Linked DNA regions of Sus scrofa: region 1 is linked to region 2. A link is a contact called in public Hi-C data. All regions are on one chromosome and are shown on one strand. Each heading gives the region's core, a stretch centred on a gene start, on an enhancer-like site or on the middle of the called end of the contact. The rest is flanking DNA. Distances are from core to core; before and after follow the strand shown.

Region 1 (5,892 bases), core at 1,106-3,605, 110 kb before region 2:
AGAAGTGACTGCCGCGGGCAGAGGGCAGTCAGCTGAAAATGGAGTCAATCTGGGCTTCAGGCTTTGCTCCAAATGCCGGGCTCTGGAGGCCTGGTCGGCCTGCCTCATCTCCAGATACTGGTGAGGTCACCAAGGATGGGCTGACTGGAGGCCCTTGCTGCAGAGCAGAGAGGAAGCAATGCTATTTTCTTGACCAGGAAAACAGCTCCTGACTGCTGGCGGTGTCCTTGTGACTCAGCTGGCCAAGCAGAGGAGCTGAACCCAGAGGGGCAGATGTACCAAGCTGCCCTCACCATGGTCAGGGGCCATGGGTGCTGTGGGTACTGCGTCAACAGCTAGAGCACCCCGCACCCCATTCTCTCTGACTGCCAGCCTTGTGCTCACACATGGTTTGAGGCATGGGTCTGCTGCAGAGGCCAGAGGTGGGTGGCAAATGATAAATTCATACCACAGCTGTTGGCATTTAGAGGAAAAGATGGGAAAATTAAGTTCTCAGATAAGGTATTATGCCCACGAAGAAAATGACCACAAAATCATGCCCAAACTTTTCACATGCCCACTTCTCTTTGACCAACAGAACTGCAATCTAATGTCCACCAATTCCCTAACTTAGCACTTGTAAATATATTTGCTCCTTTTGGCAATCCTCAATCTACAGAGGGGTTTCTTCTAAAATTAGCTTGAAAATCAACTGTTAGAACCCAAAGCAATTTCTTTTTGGCTTTTCTTTTTTGTCTTTTAGGGCCACACTAGCGGCACATGGATGTTCCCAGGCTAGGGGTCTAATCGGAGCTACAGCTGCTGGCCTACACCACAGCCTCAGCAACACAAGATCCGAGGCTCGTCTGCAACCTACACCACAGCTCATGGAAACCCCAGAGCCTTAACCCACTGAGCGAGGCCAGGGATCCAACCCACAACCTCATGGTTCCTCGTCAGATTCATTTCCGCTGCGCCATGACGGGAACTCCTCCAAAGCAATTTCTCCATGCTTTTCAGGAGGCGAGCCCAGCCCACAAGTGCTGGCTGTGCCCACACGCAGTGAGACTGCATTAACGAGTCTGCAGCAGTATTACCATGTTGGGGAGGAGGCCAGGGTTAGACAGGGTATTACAGGAGGGCCTTCAGCCTGCACACCCCCCTGCCCTTCAGGAAACTCCCTCCCCTCGTGCCATCAGAGGCCCCGGCTGAAGTCACCCGGGCCAGCTAACACTCCAAAACGACTGAAGCCAAGTGGCGTGTGAGCTACAGGGATTTGCAGGGAAGGATTCTGCGGTGTTACTACGGTTAGGATCCACCCTGCCCAGCTCCTAGGTCCAAAATGCACATTTTTAAGATGGGGCACATCTGAAAACAAATACGCTGCCGACTGAAGGAACATCAGATCCGGGTGGTGCTGAGAAAGCATCTCCTGAGTCTGAGAAGCCACAGCGTCCACACTGAACGTTGCGTGTCGACACTCTGCCGTCTTCACTGACCCCGCTTTCCGCGTCTTTTCCTCCAGGTGTGATCCACAGTTTAAGCTTTCAAGGGAACCTGAAGGCAGGTGCCGCTGACATCAGGGTCCTCAGCCCTGGCCGCCCATGGCATCTCCCAGAGGCGCTGACAACCCAGATCCTGGATCTGCGGGGCCAGATCTCAAGCCTTGCAGGGCTCTAAGCCCCTGGGGCCTCACAGCTGCGGCTCAGCTGGAACCACGGGGTCACAGACCTGCTTGTGACTCTGGTGCTCACACTTCCCAGACCTGACATTGAAATGCTGAACCGTCACCTGGTTTTACACTGGCCCCAAATGTCTGTGTCACAACCAGAGGCAGTGGCCACCTGAGGATGAAGCACTGAGCTTCCACGGCTCCCGCCAGCGCTGCAGGGAGGGTCCCTGCGCCCAGGGAAGTCAGGCCTGAGGACTCGGGTGGGATCAGCAGCCGCCGGGTCCCCAGGGGAGCCCTTCCCAGGGGTGCCGCACTTCGCACTTCCCAGCACAAAGCCAGTGTGGAGGCAGAGGCTCGGCCAAGGGCAGCGCTGTGGCACCAGGGCTCACACGTGCTCCCAGCCTCAAGCACCAACCCATCCCGCCCTCAACTCCCAACACATGGAGCAAAGATCTCTGTTCCCGCCTGGACCTTAGAAACACGCGACCCCCAGGAGGGACGGCAGGCTCCCTCCCACTCTCCCCCTGGAGCAGGTGAAAGCCACAGACGACCGTCAGAGTCCCTACTGCCCGCTGCCACATGTGGTCACATTCGGAATGGGGCTTCGAAGCCACTGGAACAGCAGGCTTCTTATTTAGGACACACAGCCTTACTGCACGTGCTAACACGCGCTGCTGTTAAATGTGTACTTTTTTTTCACATGAGTACGAAGGCCAAACAGCCCAGGTTTCTCAGAGTTGAGCCAGAGGCCACAGACCTCAGTCCGTCGGGGTCTCTGTGGCCTCCACTGAGGCTTGTGACACACTGAATGCGGGAACCTTTCGGCACGTTCATGTCACAGAAGGGAACTGACACCCCAGAGGGAAACGCTTTTACCCAAAGACGGCCCTTCCTCCTTAGTTCCATTTTATAGTAAGTCCCCAAAGCGAAGGGAGTCACCCACACCCTCCCTGCTGGGGACAGAGCCAAGGCCAGAACTCCGCTCTCCACTCCTGGCAAGTACACTTTCACGGCGCCAGGCCTGCTCTCTACAGCAGCGCCAAGTCAGAGGGGGACCCACTACCTTCTGAAGAGCTGCCAGGATGGCTTCGACAAGTGGGAAGGTATGCACAAAATCAAAAATAAGCTTTAACCTACATTTAAAATGACTGAAAAATGTAGTCTTTTTATGTAAATCGTAATATGCACAAGTATGTTGAAGACCCCACATTTTAACTCCCAAAATCTTTTTTTTTTTTTTTTAAATGGCCACACCCACAGCATTCGGGCCAGGGATTGAATCTGAGCCACGGCTATGACCTCGGCCAGAGCTCTGGCTACACTGGATCCTTTAACCCACTGCACTGGGCCTGGGATCGAACTCGCACTCCACAGTATGAGCTGCTGCAGTCGGATTCTTAACCACTGCATCACAGCAGGAACTCCTCCAAACCATTTTTTAAAAAGATTTCCTGAACAGTCCATGGCTTCCCCCTGCCCAGGCTTACCCACCCTCAGCGCCTGCAATCAGTGAGTTAGCCATCAGGTTAAGGAACAGAAAAGACACTGAGTTAAGGAAAAATTAAATGCATACCCACCATTTAATTGTATACTTGAGGTTTGGTTGACTGACTGTGCTATCGTCTAGGAAAATAGTCGAGCAGGAGCTGTATTTCCTTGCTATTTGTCCCGGAGGATGCTAAAAAACAATGCCAACAAAACAAGGACAATTAAGCAGGGCTCCACATTCTTCCAAGGCACATCATCCCCTTCATCCCGAGACGAGGTTACAGAGGGAAAGGGCCTTAGCAAGTAACGCCAGCGCTGCCAGCAAGACCAGAGCAGAACCCACGTTCCTCCTACAATGAAATGTCACGTTCTTCCACGCGGAAAAGTCACCACCACCACTCCTGCTCCCAAACCTCCGTCACAACAGTGAACTCCCGCGAAAGAGCATCAAAGGGTGTGTGGCAGGGTCCGTAAAAGCCACTGTGAGAAGCAAATATCCTGACTTCCAGGAGGTGAAGACATAAAGAAAAGAAAAAAAGCACTCCTTCTCTAAAGGCAAAATCCATCTAAAAGCACATCCCACCAGTGCTTATTAAACAAAAAATACATGAAACACATTTAAAAAAAAAAAAAGTGACAGTAAGGCTTTTTATGCTGCACATCTGTAACATTTCCGAAGTATGTAAAAGAAAACACGTGAGCGAGTGCTTCACTTGATTAGACTTTGCCGAGAATGACGGAGGTTGTGGTCGGGGAGCAGAGACCACAGCTTCGACCATGAACTGCTCGGCGGGGGAGCAGAGACCAGCCCAGGGACCGAGAAGCCCAGGGACGGAGAAGGCCAGTGAGGAATTACCTCTAAGGATACACGTTTCTATCTTTGAAATAATGTATGCTTTGCAAGTTAAAAGTATAACTTAGTAGAATAATACAAGTTTAGAACTAGACTGAAGCAAGATCATCCAGGCCACGTAGTCACCCGACTACATTATCAGACGTGGAGACCCAGGACTACCCGCGACCTCTTAGGCTGCATGCTGAAGAGGATGCTGCTGACGAGTTGTGACGTCAGTCAGACAGGCAGCCACACACGTGTGCACACGCACATAATCCCTGGGCGGGACAAAGGGGCGGGGACAGGAAGGCCACTGGTCCCTCTGTAACTGTCTGTGAATCCGGCCCTCACCTTCTCAGATGCTCTGTACATCACCTCGGAGCTCCCTGCAGGTAGCTCAGGTGATAGGGAACCGAGGGGCCGCCAGGCCGCATCCCCACCCCTCCACCACGCCCACCCGCCTGGAAGACGACCTGCCGTCCCCCCACCTTCTCCCAGTGCAGAGGACGGCTGGCTGCTTCCTGGCCGCCTCCCCGTCCAGCCTTCTGCTACCCTTCTGCTACCTCCCTAAATAAGACGGCCTCCTCTCCCTCCACACGCTCCCAAGCACCGTCTCGTCCATTGATTCAACAGCCTTGTGCTCCCTGATGAGGCCCGAATCTCTCCTCTACCTCAACCTCTCTCCTGAGCTCCCGCCACCGGCTGGACGGCTCTACCTGGAGGGGCCTGTGAGGCTCAGAGCCAGAAATCCACAAAATGCTCCTGCATCTCCTCTCGCCCTCTGCTTTCTCTGGTCTCCATGCATCAAGTGCCCATCATTCCACGTCCTAAACATTTCTCCAAACTGTCTCTTCTCTCCCTCCCTCGAGCCACTCTTGGGGCAGGAATGACCTCTGGGCGCCAGAGAAACCTTATTTTTCTCCCCCTGGTAGAAGCCGTTTCCCTGCTGTGACCGCCATCCCTAAATGGCTCATCTACACCCAGTGCTTCTGCTTTTCTTAAACAGCAGTAGCCTCTTTGTAGATTGTCTCAGTAATATGTATTAAGCAGGTGCTCCAGACACTAAGGAGACATTAAAGAAACAACATCCCTCACAATAAAGCAAATAAGAAAACAGACAGGTTTTCTAGACAAGGGCAAAGAGCAACAGCTGTCCCAGAGTTCCACGACAAACTAAGTTACAAACTTTACTGGGCGCCCCATTCAGAAAAGAGGGTTCTCTCTGACTTCAGATACACAGGCGAAACCACCTCATGGGTCTGACCCTCTGGAACCCGGAGGAGGAGAGCAGGGAGGGGGGCTCGGGAGCCGGGCGCCTGGGCCCCAGCGCGGGCTTCGCTGCTCTGCTGGCTGATTCTGTGTGCCTCCCCTTCCTCATCTGCAAACGGGAGTGAGTGAAAAACAGTAGCTCCCGAGCGGGGAGCTGTAATCACATGAAAGCAACCAGGACAGCGCCTGGCGCAGAGGTGGTCAAACACTTCGGCAGCCGTACTGGTTATTATTATCACCACTCTCCTGCCTTAACTCAGGACACCCGGGTGTCTTACAACCTGAAAAGCACAGCCGTCAGGGGCCTGACGGAAGCTGTGGGTGATCTCACTCAGATGCTCCTTCAGTTGGTGGGAAGAGCACACCCCAGCACGGGCAGAGCGGAAACGCTACTTTGCAACGGGGTCTGTTCTGTTCTCAGAGCGGAGGGCCGTGCTGTCACCCTGTCCTCTGTCACCTGAGGCAGCAAGGATTTCTTTTAAAGAAAGAAGCACAAGATTTCACTCTCTGGGTGGGGAGAGAAGATGCAGAGAGGGCACAACGCACACTTGCCCTCGACCCGCGCCTGCGTCCCAGCGGGGCAGGTGCCAGGACCGAGTGCATCGCCAAGGGGGCGGCGAGAAGGGAGACAGGTGCACAGCCAGGCGCG
Region 2 (5,891 bases), core at 1,216-3,715:
TAAACTCGCCTCATCGTACCAGCTGGGTTCAGGTGTGAGAAGACACTACAGCCCAGTTTAGAAAACCTCTTCATCTGCTCAATCATCTTTCAAACTATCCTGAACCTCCAAAACAAAGGGTTGGTGGTCTTCAAATATTTTCTCAAAAACAAATGATGACCAAAACCTAGATTTCTTTCAAGTGAAAGAACACACAACACTATTCTATTTTTTTCTGGCAAAATCCTTCTAAGCCTTATCACCAAATAGCTCTTTGCAATTACTTTCATTTTCTTGTTTCCTTACTGTAACAAGAATGGTATGCAGCCCGGGTCTAAGAAACGTGAGTCTTCCTTCTGTATTATTTTAATCCGTTATTTTAAAGACAAAGCCTCTACCCAATATTAATTAGGGCACAACATAAAAGAGAAATTATTTCCAATGTTTCAACATTTTACGGGACTAGGTAATGATTTTCTATAACAAAGTCATTCCTTCATTCACTCCTTTAAAATACAATACTTACGCGGTCTTTACAATATGTAAGATAATTCTTTCAGGTGCTTGGGGCCAGAGCAATGATCAAGACAGAATGGCCTTAATATTGGTCTAGATGCTTTTAAATGGTTCACAGACAGCTAAAGAGCAGGTTAATACAATGAAAGTCTAAAATAACACCACTAGACTGTCATACTGCACCCTAATTTCCTAAGTGCCCATTATAAACCAGATCTTGTATTAGCCTCTTCTACATATGGTACCCATGTAGTAAAGCTGCTGTGTTCGAAAAAGAGGAAATTAGAAGAAATTAAATAAGACCAAACAAAGAGAAAATTCTTCCCTTGGTAGTTTAAATTTGGCTTTGCAAACTAAAGGGAATGCGCCATCCTAAAAGTAACAAGAATGAATTATGACAGTTGTGCCAATTCATTCACACAAGAAAATTTTCCAGATTACTTCAACCACACCAATTGTGAAAAGACTTCGTGCTTAAAAAAAAGTCAAGCTGTCATAAAAATATATTTCCAATTTTAAAATTTTTAAGTTGAAAATTACATAAATTATAAGACGCATAAACTACCCATCTACAGATATTAAGCCACGTAGCTGATTGACAAAATAGTGCTAATAAAGGCACTGTTAAGACCAATAAAATAAACCACCATTACCACGTGTAGTGATCAGTCCTTTACAAACCCTAGTCCCAACCAAAAGTCATTCAAATCAATCAGAAATTCACAAGACTCTGTAATTCAGCCCCAGGCAAAGAAGAAGCGACTTAATCCAAAACTGTCAGCAAACTGCTGTGATGGTCCCGTAAAGAAATTTTAATAGCATTCAGGTGAAGCTATTTGACTGCAATCCCACACCGCGCCCCGCCCCCGCAAAAAAAAAAATTTTTTTAATTCCTTATTGTTGTTGGTATTTTGGGGGGATTAGCTTTTATGGAAATGGGGTCTGAGGCCAGCAAGTGGGATCAATTTGCGAGTTTCCGGAGAGCTGACCCAGGCACCCAGTTCTCCGGCCGCAGGTAGCGACTGCGATTCCAAACTGGGAACTCATTCCTCGGCCGTGGCCAGGGTCCCCATCCCCTTCGCCTTTCGGAGGACGGGGCGGCTCACCCTTCGGCGCGCAACTTGGCAGGCGGCTGGCTCTGCCGGACAGACGTCCAGAGCCCGGCCTGGACCCCGCCCCGGCCGGCCCTCCGGGGCGAAGACCCCGGCCCGCTCGCGGGGACCGGCCGAGAGCAACGGCCGCCGGGCGGGGCGCGGGGTGTGGGGCGCGCGGTCCGGCGGCGCGGGGCGCCGGAGGAATCCGAGAGACCCCCGCCCTCCCGCCCGCCTTACCGTCGATGTTCTCCCGATCGCTGATGTGCTGCAGGTTGCAGCCCGTGTCCTCGCGGCTCAGGTCGGCGTCGGGCCGGCAGGACTCCAGCCGCGAGTGGGCATTCCTGCGGAGCTTGGGGCTGGACGACACGCAGCACGAGGCGGTGTTCCCCATGGCGGGCGCCCGGGCCCCGGCGCGGCCCCGGGTCAGCAGCGGCGGCGGCGGCGCGGCCTCGCCATGGGCGGCCCGGCTCCCCTCGCCCGGCCCGGCGGCCTGTCCGCGGCGGAGGAGCGCCCGCGCCCGCGCGACTGCGGCCGCCCGGCCCGGCTCACCCCGCCGCCGCCATGGCGGGCGCCGCGCAGCCGCCTCCGCTTCCCGATCGGCCCGGCTCGCCGCCGGCGGCCGCAAGCGGTTCCGGTTCAAGGGGCGCGGCCGCTCGGGACGCGGGGTGGACGCGGGACGCGGAGTGGACGCCGGCGGCGGGAACGCGGGCGGCCGTGGGCGGCGAGGACGCGGCCGACACGGAGGCGCGGCCGGGAGCCCGGGCGTGGGCGGCTGCGGGGACGCTGGGCCCGCCCTACCGACCCCGCCCTCCGCGCCCTCCGCGCCCCGCCCACCCGGCTCGACCGCGCCCCGCCCACCCGGCCCCGCCCCGCCCGCTGCCCTGGAAGCGGATGCGCCGCGGAGGAGCGGGTGGCTTCTCACAGGCGCGGGCAGCGCGGCGGCGTCGCGAGGACCCCGCGCTGGGACAAGAGGTGCGTGCGGCGCTCCAGCCGCGAGGCGGGGGCTGCGGGGCTGCTCCGGGCTGAGGGGCGGGGCTTTTTTCGCTTCTCTTTCGCGCGCCGAGAGGCACTGGGTAGGATAGGCGCTCTACCCCGTCCTGAGCCGCCGGCCGTCCGCCCGGAATGCACCTCGGGCCCGGGAGGCGCCGCGCTCCCCGCGGGTTACTGTCGGGTCCGCCAGGTAGCGCCTGCTCTCCTGTCACCTGCCCACGCCCCGGGCCGTGCGTATGGGGACTTTGAGGGGTAGTCCCCGCCACCTCCTCTGCAACGCTGCACCCTCGCCTGTCCCGGGGGCAGAATAAGGCGGCAGGAACAACCCTTCTCCCCATTCCAAGTGGCAGGGAAGGCGTCCTGAGGGGAGACGCGGGGACAGAATGCTCTGTACGGAGAAACCAGGCGCAACCCATGGTCTATATGAGGAAACTGAGATCCAGAAACTCAAAGTGTTATTTACGGAGGCAGGTACCAACTGGGAAGAAAAGTAAGGGCAAGCATCAGCGCTCGAGCATCAGCGATATGTGTACATCTTGCTAAAGGCCATGTAAACATTATTTTGTCGAAATCTGAACGAGTGTAACCTTTTTTTTTCCATTGCTTTTTTTTTTTTTTTTTTTTAAGGGCCGCACCTGCAGCATATGGATGTTTCCCAGGCTAGGGGTCTAATCGATCTGTAGCTGTACTCCACAGCTTAGGGCGCGCGGGATCCTTAACCCACTGAGGGAGGGATCCGCCCCAGGTCCTCATGGATACTAGTCAGATTCGTTAACCACTGAGCCACAAAGAGAGCTCCTGTAAACCTTTTTTTTAACCTGTGCTCCCTCTCCGTCCCTTAGTAATGTTCATACATTTATTAGTCCATCTTTTAAAAAGCTCCATGCTCTGGACTGTATTATTGCCATTTGTTGGAATGTCCTTGTGAGATCCTGCTGGCCCCCTCCACCTATGTCTGTAGGGTAATGGGGGTTGATGAGCAGCCAAAGATAAGACGATTTACACCCCTGCCTTACTGGCGAGGTCAGGTCTAATCTTTACTCGTTCCTTTTTTGTATATGCTGACATGGCTGTCCCCCTCCTCAGAAGAGATGTGTTAAGTAAACTGAGAGCTAGTATATTTTTAGCACAGAGTGATTCCAAGAAGGCAGAAAATCAGAATAGAAGATGCATCTATTAGTAGTTCCCAGATATTGGTCATGAAAATATCCCCCAAGAAAGTAGGAAACCAGTGGGTCCTGTGGTTTGGGATATATCAGTACCAGGAAAGGCGAAGCCTGTGGCCCCAGTGGAGATAAAAGTTAAAGCCTGGAGGGAAATAGCCTGGAATCCAGAGGCAATAGCCTTTAAAGCCTGAGGCCTTGAGAGGGGGCATCCAAACACTGCTCACCAAATTCCTAAAACACCGGCCCATTTGGCCTGCCAGTCCTTTTATAACGCTCAGATTCTCCCTGACCAAAAGCCTAATGAGCACACCATTTGGTGTGAGACATAGGAACAGTGAGTATGGAAGGCATCTCCATTCACCCAATGGTGCCAACCCCACCCTACTCACCCAGATGCCAGGGGGCACTCAACATTTCTCTGTGTCGGACTTCAAGGGTGCATTTTCCCATACCCCCATTTCCCCCTGCATCGGACGCTCAGTACCTTCTTGCCTTTGAATGGAAGGATCTGGTCACTCTGGAGGCTGCTCAGGTAGACTTGGGCAGTGCTTCCATGGGGCTCTGGGGACGGTCCCCATGTCTTTGGAATTGTGTTAGCAAAAGAACTGAAGGAACTGAGGCTGAAAAATGAAACTTGGTTAACGTATGTTGGTGACCTATTAATAAGTAGTGAGACAAAGCAAGATTCAGATCAGAATGCTGTTAAGGCCCTAAATTTATAAAGTCTTCGCAACAAAGACTCAGATTTCACAGCAGCAGGTTCAGTATTTAGGATTTGTTGAGCCCCGTTGCGTGAGGCCTGGCCATAGATCAGAAAACAGCAATTAGGAGTTCCTGTTGTGGCGCAGCAGAAACGAATCCGACTAGGAACCATGAGGTTGTGAGTTTGATCCCTGGCCTCACTCAGCATTGCCATGAGCTGTGGTGCAGGCCGGCAGCTGTAGCTCTGATTTGACCCCTAGCCTGGGAACCTCCATATACAGCAGGTGTGGCCCTAAAAAGACAAAAAAAGAAAGAAAGAAAACATCAGTTAATACCATCCCCAACCACAAAAAGACAACTTGAGGCTTTCTCAGAATGGCTGGGTTTTGCCATATCTGGCTCCCAAATTATGGCCTTACAATCAAACCCCTAGTTGAAGCTCTAAAGGGAGAAGAAAGGGAGCCCTTCCAATGGAGTAGGGACCAGCAGTGGGCCTTGGAGCCTCTGAAGACTGATTTGAATAGGGCACAGCACTAGGGCTTCCAATTTTTTTTTTTTTTTTTCCACTCCTGCAGCATATGGAGTTCCGGGCCGGAGATCAGATCTGAGCTGCAGCTGTGGCAACACCAGATCCTTAACCCACTGTGCCAGGCCGGGGATCCAACCTGCATCCCAGCGCTTCCAAGACACCGCCAATCCTGTTGTGCCATAGCGGGAACTCCAGGGCTTCCAAATTTAAACAAACCCTTCACCCCCGCCCATGGGAGGTTAATGTGGGCACTGGGAGTCCTGACCCAAAAGATGGAATCAGGAGTTGCTGATGTGGCATGGGGGGTTAAGATCTGCCGTTGCCACAGCTATGGCATGGGTCCCAGTTGCGGCTCAGATTTGATCCCTGGCACTGGAGCTTCCATATGCTGTAGGTGTGGCCAAAAAAATAAAAAGGTGGGACCAAATCAAAGGCCAGTGGCTTACATTTCAAAACAACTGGCCCTGGGGTGGCCCAGCTGCCCACAGGTGGTAGCAGCCATGGCCCTACTGGCCAGTGAGGCTTCTGAGTTTACGTTGAGACAACCCCTAGATGTATTAACGCTTCATCAGGTCCAGACTGTGTGAGAAGCCAAAGGACACCATTGGTTCCTCGGAGGAGGGTTAGCAAAGTTTCAGGCTCTCCTATTGGATACCCTCAATATTAGTTTAAAGGTGAGCCAAGCCTTAAACCCAGCAACTCTTCTCCCAGCTACTGACAGTGGAGATTATTGCATCATTGTACAGAGACAACAGAACAGACTTAGATCCGATCTTCTAGATGAACCCCTTGGCAACCCCGAGGCCAAATGGTTCACTGACAGTAGGCGCTTCATGGAGATGAGAACCGGAATGGCAGGATGCTCTAGTTAGCTGAAAGGAAATCATAGACGCCAAGGCCCGACCACTCGAGACT

Evidence for each region. A called contact is a pair of places that touch in the nucleus more often than the background predicts.
Region 1: a contact with region 2 is called in a Hi-C map of retroperitoneal adipose tissue, with 2.3 times the contacts expected there. The contact joins the enhancer-like site here to the promoter of LOC102164731 in region 2. A contact is called at or near these places in 1 of 5 promoter capture datasets (liver), 20 of 47 Hi-C or Micro-C datasets (adipocytes, alveolar macrophages, blood and 9 more) and 2 of 2 datasets of contacts at active chromatin or transcription factors (alveolar macrophages and skeletal muscle).

The regions. Positions count from the first base shown.
Region 1 is chr10:58,030,739-58,036,630 of Sscrofa11.1, reverse strand. It overlaps CCNY (cyclin Y), which reads right to left. Exons shown (of 9, transcript NM_001244388.1): 3 at 3,229-3,329. Among named protein-coding and RNA genes, the nearest start is that of CCNY, 12 kb to the right of the region's middle. Within about 2 kb of position 2,355, at least 3 of the 83 cell types and tissues checked have an H3K27ac peak or open chromatin away from gene starts, as enhancers often do. A contact at or near this core is called in retroperitoneal adipose tissue, where this site is marked.
Region 2 is chr10:57,925,690-57,931,580 of Sscrofa11.1, reverse strand. It overlaps LOC102164731 (endogenous retrovirus group V member 1 Env polyprotein-like), which reads left to right and starts at 2,465. Exons shown (of 2, transcript XM_005668194.3): 1 at 2,465-2,561. It also overlaps a transcript of CCNY not described here.